3 separate regions of the Mus musculus genome follow, and regions 1 and 3 are each linked to region 2. A link is a contact called in public Hi-C data. All regions are on one chromosome and are shown on one strand. Each heading gives the region's core, a stretch centred on a gene start, on an enhancer-like site or on the middle of the called end of the contact. The rest is flanking DNA. Distances are from core to core; before and after follow the strand shown. Region 1 overlaps Skint1 (selection and upkeep of intraepithelial T cells 1). Region 2 overlaps Skint2 (selection and upkeep of intraepithelial T cells 2). Region 3 holds the start of Slc5a9 (solute carrier family 5 (sodium/glucose cotransporter), member 9).

What was found. A called contact is a pair of places that touch in the nucleus more often than the background predicts.
Region 1: a contact with region 2 is called in a Hi-C map of epidermal suprabasal cells, with 2.3 times the contacts expected there. The contact joins two enhancer-like sites. A contact is called at or near these places in 2 of 39 promoter capture datasets (cranial neural crest and embryonic stem cells) and 1 of 484 Hi-C or Micro-C datasets (epidermal suprabasal cells).
Region 3: a contact with region 2 is called in a Hi-C map of epidermal suprabasal cells, with 2.4 times the contacts expected there. The contact joins the promoter of Slc5a9 here to the enhancer-like site in region 2. A contact is called at or near these places in 19 of 39 promoter capture datasets (the 3T3-L1 cell line, 3T3-L1-derived adipocytes, the C10 cell line and 8 more), 22 of 484 Hi-C or Micro-C datasets (the Ba/F3 cell line, the G1E-ER4 cell line, the STO cell line and 7 more), 2 of 115 datasets of contacts at active chromatin or transcription factors (the NIH/3T3 cell line and double positive thymocytes) and 4 of 9 other capture datasets (adipose tissue, liver, macrophages and 1 more).

The regions. Positions count from the first base shown.
Region 1 is chr4:112,010,035-112,012,954 of GRCm38.p6, forward strand. Skint1 (selection and upkeep of intraepithelial T cells 1) reads left to right here. Exons shown (of 8, transcript NM_001102662.1): 2 at 639-719. The coding sequence starts at 644. Among named protein-coding and RNA genes, the nearest start is that of Skint1, 5.2 kb to the left of the region's middle. Within about 2 kb of position 1,542, at least 4 of the 459 cell types and tissues checked have an H3K27ac peak or open chromatin away from gene starts, as enhancers often do. A contact at or near this core is called in epidermal suprabasal cells, where this site is marked.
Region 2 is chr4:112,650,732-112,653,580 of GRCm38.p6, forward strand. It overlaps Skint2 (selection and upkeep of intraepithelial T cells 2), which reads left to right. Exons shown (of 8, transcript NM_001285965.1): 8 at 1,308-1,517. The coding sequence ends at 1,444. Among named protein-coding and RNA genes, the nearest start is that of Skint2, 38 kb to the left of the region's middle. Within about 2 kb of position 1,275, at least 1 of the 459 cell types and tissues checked has an H3K27ac peak or open chromatin away from gene starts, as enhancers often do. A contact at or near this core is called in epidermal suprabasal cells, where this site is marked.
Region 3 is chr4:111,901,346-111,904,247 of GRCm38.p6, forward strand. It overlaps Slc5a9 (solute carrier family 5 (sodium/glucose cotransporter), member 9), which reads right to left and starts at 1,451. Exons shown (of 15, transcript NM_145551.4): 1 at 1,370-1,451.

The DNA.
Region 1 (2,920 bases), core at 292-2,791, 640 kb before region 2:
TGTGCAAAATTTTCCATTACCCAGGTCCATGAATTTCAGGCTACCATTCAGTGTTCTTAATTAGATTAAGACTTAGCAATTGAATATTTAAATTCAATGTTGCTCCAATTTTACACTTCTTTAAGTCAGAATATGAACTTGAGTCTTATTAATAGCTCCTATAATAATAGAGAAGATGGGGGTTTCTCTAAAGCTAAGATAGAGACTGCTTAATTCTCCAAAAGTTTTCTCAAATAATTATTTCAACATTTGAAAACCTCCTATTTCTTATACCCATTTTCTAGGTCTGCTGAAAATGGTGAAGAATGCCCAAATTTTACAAATACCTTTTCTTTTTTTTTCTTTCTTTCTTTTTTTTTTTTTTTTTTTTTTTGGTTTTTCGAGACATGGTTTCTCTGTATAGCCCTGGCTGTCCTGGAACTCACTTTGTAGACCAGGCTGGCCTTGAACTCAGAAATCCACCTGCCTCTGCCTCCCGAGTGCTGGGATTAATGGTGTGTGCCACCATGCCTGGACACAAATACCTTTTCTTACAGTGACCAATCTACTTACTTTCCCCCATCAGTCTGGATTTCACTCCTGCAATTTCTTAATGTTTTCACTCTTTGTAACTTGTATCCTTATTTTTTTTTTAACAGGTGCAATGGGATCCACAGGACTATGTTTTTATGGACACTGTATTGTCATGTTCCTTCTTCAGATGGTCACAGCAAGCTCAGGTATAAATCTGTCACTCAATATATAGCTTTAGCAATATCAAGTTTGTTGGGAATAGTTAGGAGCAATAAAATAATAGGCTTTTAAGACTATTATTCCTAAGGTCCTAGGTAACTGTATTAGTTACTTTTCTATTCCTTTGATAAAATATCACAACCAAGGCAAACTAAAAAAGAAAGCATTTAATTAGGCTGAGCATTTCAGAGGGTTAGAGTCTGTGATGGTAGAGTAAATGCTTGTGGACAGAACAACTGAGAGCTCAAATCTTGATGATCATAGTGTTCACTGGGACTAAAGCCAGCTTCCAGTAACGTATGTCTTTCATCAGGAACAGACATCCTAATTTTTCCCACACATTTCCATCCACAGGGGACCAAATATTCAAACATATGAGCCCCGGGATTCACTTTAATTAAGACACAGTAACCACATGGGTAGGAATAATGAATGAGTCATTCTCAACCAGAATGTCTTGTTTTCTTAGATTTGTGTCAGGTTCATGGGAGAAAACAAGGGTGAAAACCGTCAAATTCTTAATCCTCAGAGCTCACTACTCATATTGAGCAAATATGACTCATATACCACTTTTATATTGAGAAAACAATCCAGGATGAGGATTCTTATGGCATTCCATAGGACTTATCAATACAATAAGATGAGGAATGTTGAAATCTTGATCAATTGTAGAGTTCCAGACAAGTCTCTGCTCCACCAGTGGGACATAGCCACTTGGGGAGGCAGAATGTGGGGCGTTTGATGTCCTTACCCCACACCATTACAATCGTGGGTGCAGGAATGAAGGGAAGCACTGAGTCACTGCTCCAGGGGTGGGAAAGCATAGTTTGAGATGCAGGAAAACCTGAGTTGGCTAGGGATTCCCGGGCATGCTACGAGGCCAGACAGTGGGGTTCTCAGACTCTTAAGCTTTCAGGAGCTGCTGGGAGTCAAGAACAGAGAATAGAGTCAGTGTTCCACACATTGGGGAGAGTGTCTAGCCTGGAGCCCTGGGGAAAGGGGAGCTCCAGCTTGCCCTAGCGGAGATAATTGTCCTCAGGTTGGAGGTGGCAGGCTTAGTGGTGGTTGTGGCTAGGAGCACAGAGCGGCCTTCTCTGGGAGAACAGGCTGTGGCTCTGTAGTGAAGGCCTTCTTCATGGCTTCCCACAGAGGATGTTGGCAAAAAGAGACAGTCCATGGGTCTAAACAGTTTATTTTCATGGCAAAAAGTGAGTGCATAAAACCTTATCCCACTTCTCAGGGTGGGCCTGAGATTAAGTCCCTTTTGCAGGGAGTAATGTCTGGGAAGGGAAGCTTATTGGCGAAGCCCTCTGGGCCTGGAGGAACCTCATTAACATGGAGAACTCTGTTTTTGGCCTTTGTAACTACAAGTTTTGTCTCTTTTATGTGACAAGCATGACTCTTGTTCCAAGTCAGGAGTCCATCAGGGAGCTGGGTGTCACCTAAGTCTCAGGTGTTTGACCACTGAGTCTCCGAGTCTTGACCTGCTCTACCATACCAAACTTCCTGGTTTTATGTCCTGCAGTCAATGATTTATAAAGGAATTTGTGCAGTTGATATATAGATTCTTTGGTGGTACAAAAAAAAAAAAAAAGGATGAAGCAATAAATAGCACTGAAATGTAGAATGTTCTAGTAAAAGCTGCATTTTAAATTTTAAACTTTTATTGAATCCTATTTAGTTGGGACTCACATTTGGCTAGGTTGCCACAAATGTGTCTTCATAGAGTCTAGAATATAACTGTGAATATGGCTGTAAACATATTTGCTGGCATAATGTTTTTTACACCGTATAAAATTTTAACTTATGTTAATCAGATGCCAATTTCTCCAGCCTCATATCTTGTTTTAACAGGAACATAGCATTGCAATGCTTATACCAAAAATATCACGTCTCAAATTCATGGAAACAATTATTATCGTTTATTCTTGGCCTTGTTAATCAATGTAGATCACCCAATGACTGGGCAGAATAGTGAATAGGGCTGGATGTCCACCAGCAAGAGGAAGGAGTGAGGGGGAGGAGAGAGAGAGAGAGAGAGAGAGAGAGAGAGAGAGAGAGAGAGAGAGAGAGAGAGAGAGAGAGAGAGAGAGAGATCAGCCAGGAGGATGGAGGAATTGGAACCATGAAGAAGAGGTCCAAAGAGACATCATGAAAATACATTTGAAATCCAAAAATCAAGATCAAT
Region 2 (2,849 bases), core at 25-2,524:
CCTATGATGTGAGTCATATTTAAAGTCACCCCCAAAGATAAAACCTTCATGGATACAAATTTATGGAGATTTTACATGATTTCAAAAGATAAAACTATGATAGTTTTATATGTAGCTTTTTCTGGTTCTTTTCTTGTACCTATTTAATCTCAGTCCAACCATACTACTATCTTCCCCTAGACCATGCTTCTTTGGTTAATATATAGAACCTATTTTCATAGAAAATGTCTGTTGTACATAGCAAGAATTTTATGTCTTAAGCTTTGTTTTGCACATGGGCCACATTATTTCCAAGAAACTTTTTTCCAAACTGAGCTGTTCTTGCACATGCATAAAATATGTAGGCTACCTGGTGTGAGAGAAAGTTTGATCCAACATTGAGAACTCAGTCATATTGAACAAAACTACCTTCTTATCTCATACAAATCAATAGTCTGCTGGCCTGGGTGTTAGTAGAGACGCCCCCACCCCATATCTGGTTCCCATTGTGAGGGCCTGAACCCTCAGAGGAGGTAGGAACACTCTATTGAATAGAATCAATGGATAGAAGTTATTTTTTCTTACCGCAGGGATCACAGCCATAAGTAAGAGAGTAAAATAAACATAGTTTCTCCTCAATTCTCTGAGACAAGGGTTTCATAGAATTATTGAAATATTTGTTAAGATACAGAGGAGCAAAATTATCAGAATAACAGTTCTACAACTTTATACAAGTTACTGTTAAATTCAATCATTGGTTTCTTAAACAAGGAACCATAGTTGTTGATAATTGGAAACAAAATATAGGTAATGTGAAGAGAACCCATGAAAAGTAAGATAAAATTCTTGTCAATTATTTTGCATGCTGGAGTACAGTAATATATTGATTGTATCTTATGAGAAGGATCATTACAAAAGAGAGATAGAGAAAAAACTTATCTTGCACACATATCTTGGCAAGGCTTGGTAGCTTGACCCTTTCTTTTAACTGTTCAGGTCCTGCCAGATCAGCATATGTTTTAACACTTGACTTATAGGGAATGGTGGGATGGTGTGTGTGGTTACATAGCCTACACTTAAATTTCAGGGCTCAGCTGACCCAGAGCTTAGCTTTGTATTTTCCCACACAGCAGGAATGTTGCAGAATAGATTGATCGAAGGTCCCTATATGAAAAAAATGTTGAAACATAGTTTACTTCTATTACAGGAATAATTTTGACTAGGACATATAGAACCTTCAGTTAGTTCATGAAATATGTCCCTATTTATATAATTCCTAAAAGATAAAGTGTAACCTCCCTCTCTTGGCCTGAAATCTGACTGATCAGGTTTGACTGCTATCACCAGGAGATCATCAGGGGTGGAGTCTGCCACCCTATCTTTCTGCCACTCCCACTGCTGCTATCTGCCGCCTAGCTGTTCCAGAGTATTCACGTGGTCACCTGCAGCTGGACTCCGAAGATGATTTGGCCGGAATGGGCCCCTCCCCCTTCTTCATAACCCCGTGTTTCTGAATAGTAAAATTGAGCTTTGATCAGAATCTTGTCCTAGCTCCATTATTTCTCTCATCTGTCTAGTTCTCTCTCTTTCATCCCGAGTCTGCGGCTTCAGCCATACCCTGTTCCATGCGAGCTGCTGGACGGCCCGCAACAATAAAGAATAAGTTTTGCCTTAATACATTATTTCAGGGACATAAATACTTCTATAGAAACAATGGGGAAATCTGGAAAGGCTCTCTGCTCCTATTATGATTCTTCAAGGACATTACATTATTATACTTGAATTAAAAGACTGCTTTTTCTCTATTTCTTTACATCCTGTTGGTACGGAATATTTTTCATTCTCTGTTCACTCCTTAAGCAATCAACAGCCTTATATTAGTGGAAAGTTTTACCATAGAAAAGGGAAAATAGCTCAAGTATCTGTTAATACTATGTATATAAAGTGTATTTAAGCTGGTGCTGAATGAATTTTTGAGGTATTGGTATTCTCTTCTCCTGGTTATTTAATCAATATTTAGATAAGTACTTAAATTTTTTGGTAAGTAAACTAAAAATGAACATTTAAATATTGCTCCAGATTAATATAGAAGCTATCACCTTATAATTATTTAGGTTTTATTACTACCTCAAAAATAATTATCCTCTGAACTTAAAACCTCACAAACAACATACCCTCAATTATTTAGAAAAAATTTGGGTCCTGTTAATTGGGTACATTGTTATTTACTTATCATTATTGAGGATTTGGCTCAACTTTTTGTATTACTTCCCCGGAGACTCTCACTTAAACTCCATTGAGACAACACTAAAACAGAGCAGACATTTAGCTTATTCAATAATGCATTATGCAGGGTAAAAAAATGCTGATTTATAGTATCAACTGAATATTTAGTTTCATGCTTGCATATAAAAAGAACCCAATTGTTTTCTTCTTCAGGATTTTATGGGATTATTTCTCAGGTATTTTTGAATATCCTTTTCCCTAGAAGGAAATATTTTTGAGCTTAAAATTAAACTTCTTTAAACTTTAAAAATCCTAAATATTATATAAAAGTCTTAGACTTAGATCTTAGAAATTAATGGCCATTGTTACTTAAGTTGGTTTACTTTATTTGTTTATTCATTTTAATTTTGTGCTTTCCCTATTTGTGACAAGAACAAATAAGATGCTGGGAATGGAGAAAGGTAGAGGAGACTCATGAGAGCCTATTCTATACTGAAGGAATATTTAACAAAGGATTTAAAGCTTCTAGTGCATAATTAATTGGTAGTTCTCAACTAATATCTGGAACTAAGGCTGTCTATGACTGGGGACTTCTCTACTGTCAGATGTGTAAAGGCACTTGCTTGGAATGCACTTGAGGCATG
Region 3 (2,902 bases), core at 201-2,700, 750 kb before region 2:
TCCCCACAGCCATTAGAGTTGGGGTGAGAACCCTTCCTGTGCTTTCTTGCTGCTGAAGTATATGTTGGGGTGGGCAACACTGGGATGGGGCATACTTGCCTTATCTCTGGGATTTATCCACAGAAAAGATCAGTTGGGAGCTTTTGACCAAATGAAGGAACTGCCGATGGGGAGGCCTTGAGCACTTGGTGTCAGATGCTTGAGCATAAAGAGCATTACCCAGCCCTTCCCATTCCATGTACCATACAATTGGTCCTTTCATGAAAGGAAAGGACCTTTTATGCAGCTGCTTTTTGTTTCCTTATAGGGTTCCTTACCTCTGTAATGCTGGGCAGGCCCTGTGTACCTCCCACTGGCCTGCACCCAGGCTACTTACAAGTCCTTCCTGTAAAACCACTCTGCCAGGAATCCTGCTGACAACTTCCTTATTGACAATAAAGTATAGGAGACTAATGTTTAAGATTACTGCTTGTATTACTGGGTTACATACAGAGCAAACAGTGGCATTTGGACATGGATTTATTATTATTATTATTATTATTATTATTATTATTATTATTTTCAGGTGGAAAAATATTAGCTAACGCCTGGGCTGGTTTGGGTTTTGACTCTGGGCTTGGATGACTTTAAAAGCGCTCAGGACCATGGTCCCTTCTCTCCAGGCCCTCTGTCTCAAAGAGAGAACAGAGAAAAAATATCCTGCTTGTGGTTGGATAGAGATCTTCTCTGTCCTGTTCCTTCCAACTGAAGCTTGGAGCAGGTTGCAAATGCAGCCAAACTAGGAATAGGAAGCTCCCCAAGTTTGGGTCATGGTTCCATGGCAGTGATTACCACTGCAGTCTTCACTCAGCCCTCCTCCATGCCTTTGCAATTCTCAGACCTCCAACCCTGGGGATGCCATTTCCACATGTCTTTGTTCAGTTCAGTTCAAACCCAGATCTGATTCACTAACCAGGTCAGGCCCAGGTCAGGCTGTGCCATGAACAACTGCAGAGTACATTACTCCTAAGAGAGCAACACCAGCAGCACCCCACCACAGAACAAGGCTCTCTCATAGGGGCAAGTGTCAGAGAGGCAAGTCAGGATCCTGGCAAGCAAATCACATGGTCTTCAGGGCCAGAGTGGATACCTGCTGTGTTGCTCACTTGTCCCTATCTCCAGCTGTCAAAGGCCAAATTTCTGGGAGTCACCTGTGTCCAGATGGTTCCTGAGGAAGAAAGGAGACCCTATATACACAAGATAGATGCTTAATTGTAAGAGGAAAGGAGAAGTACATAGATGTGTAAGTCTGAGAAAGATGGCAACAGAATACCAGAAATGCAGAGGAAGGAAGAGAGAAAGACTTATACTCTACTCACCATAAACATACCTGCACAGCCTGGCCTAGTCAAAACCTCCTGGGCTCAGTGTCAAAGCTTCAAGCTCCTCAGTGCCAAGGCATGGTCTTTAACAACTTCTCTCAGTCACAGAAGACTGAGAAGGAGCCTGGCCCCTCCCCCAGAGGGTGGCAGGCAAGGCCCTGAATACCACCCCAGTCACTGGGCCTTGGTTTCTGAGGGACAGTCTCTGCTTTTGTGACAAGGTGTGGTTATGGGGTAAAGTAAACACACTCTGTAGGGGGTTCAGAGTTGCCCAGGCCCCCAGGGGAGGTGGGAAGGGAGACACAGCTCAGTGTGACACTCTGTCATTGTGGTCACAGCCTCCTCTCACACCTGGGCAAACTGGTTTCTCAAGGCAGGCAGGCAGTGTTTCAGTCTCCAGAAGAACAAATTCTGGGCTCTGATGTATAGCATGGCTTCTTTGCTTGATCAAGCATGTTGTATGCTTGAAGCCCAATAAGCAAGTATAGCTGGAGCATTGTAACCGCATGCTCCAAATGTGAGCTTGATGGAGCTAATCGTTTTACAACATAAAGTTATAAATGTTAAATGACTACATGGGATCATCTCATGACTTACAATTTCTTTATGTCAACTCTGTTTTTCTTTCAACATAATATCTTTATGATTCCTTGGGAATTTCATATCATGTACCCCAATCACACTCACTTCTCAGTCCTCCCTCTCTTCTCTTCCACTCTTGTGACCTCCCCTGAAAAGAAGAAAAAGAAAAAAAAAATGAAAAAGAAAAGTAAGTCCATTTTTTGTTGTTTCTATACTCACTGGAGCATAGTCAAATTCTACCTGGGCAGTGCTTCTCTACCTCTACCCCTGCCAGAGCCATCATTTATGAAGAGCTACATTTCAGCACCCTTATCACAAATTTTAAGGGCTTTCTTTGATAGCTCCCTTTGTAGGTTGTTACATTGTGTGGGGTAGGAATGGGTTGGAGGTAGGGGTTTCTATTTTCATCTTTCTCAACTGTTCATTTGCAGTCATCGATACTACTGTGAGACTGTCCTCCTTGTTCTTTATATTCAGCAGGAGCATAAATCCTGGGTTTTTTACATGGTTTCTGGCCACAGCACAGACCACAAATAGCACAGACCATAGAATCTTCACATGGTCTCTAGCATTAGCACTCACCATGGACCTCCTTGGACATCAACATGGCCCTCTGCCAAAGCACAGGCCATGGGTCAGCATGGCCTCTGGGAGAAGTACAGACCCCATGGTCCAAACCAGTAAGTTAACCATTATTCATCTGAAATATTATTTCCCTGTTCGGAGTCAGGGTACTCCTGCAGCTGTGCACCTGCTTCAGGGCCTGAGTGTGTACAAGCTCCAGGTGGCTTCACACCATCCTGCTGACCCTACTGTGTAACAACCTGTTCCTGAATGAACTGCAGCCCTCTCTCACACCCACCACAGCTGTCGAGTCAAGTTCTACCTCTTTTCACTGAGCATGCTCCACTGCGCTCTTCCATCTTTCTCACCTCTCCTCTAGTTCATCAAAGTGGGAT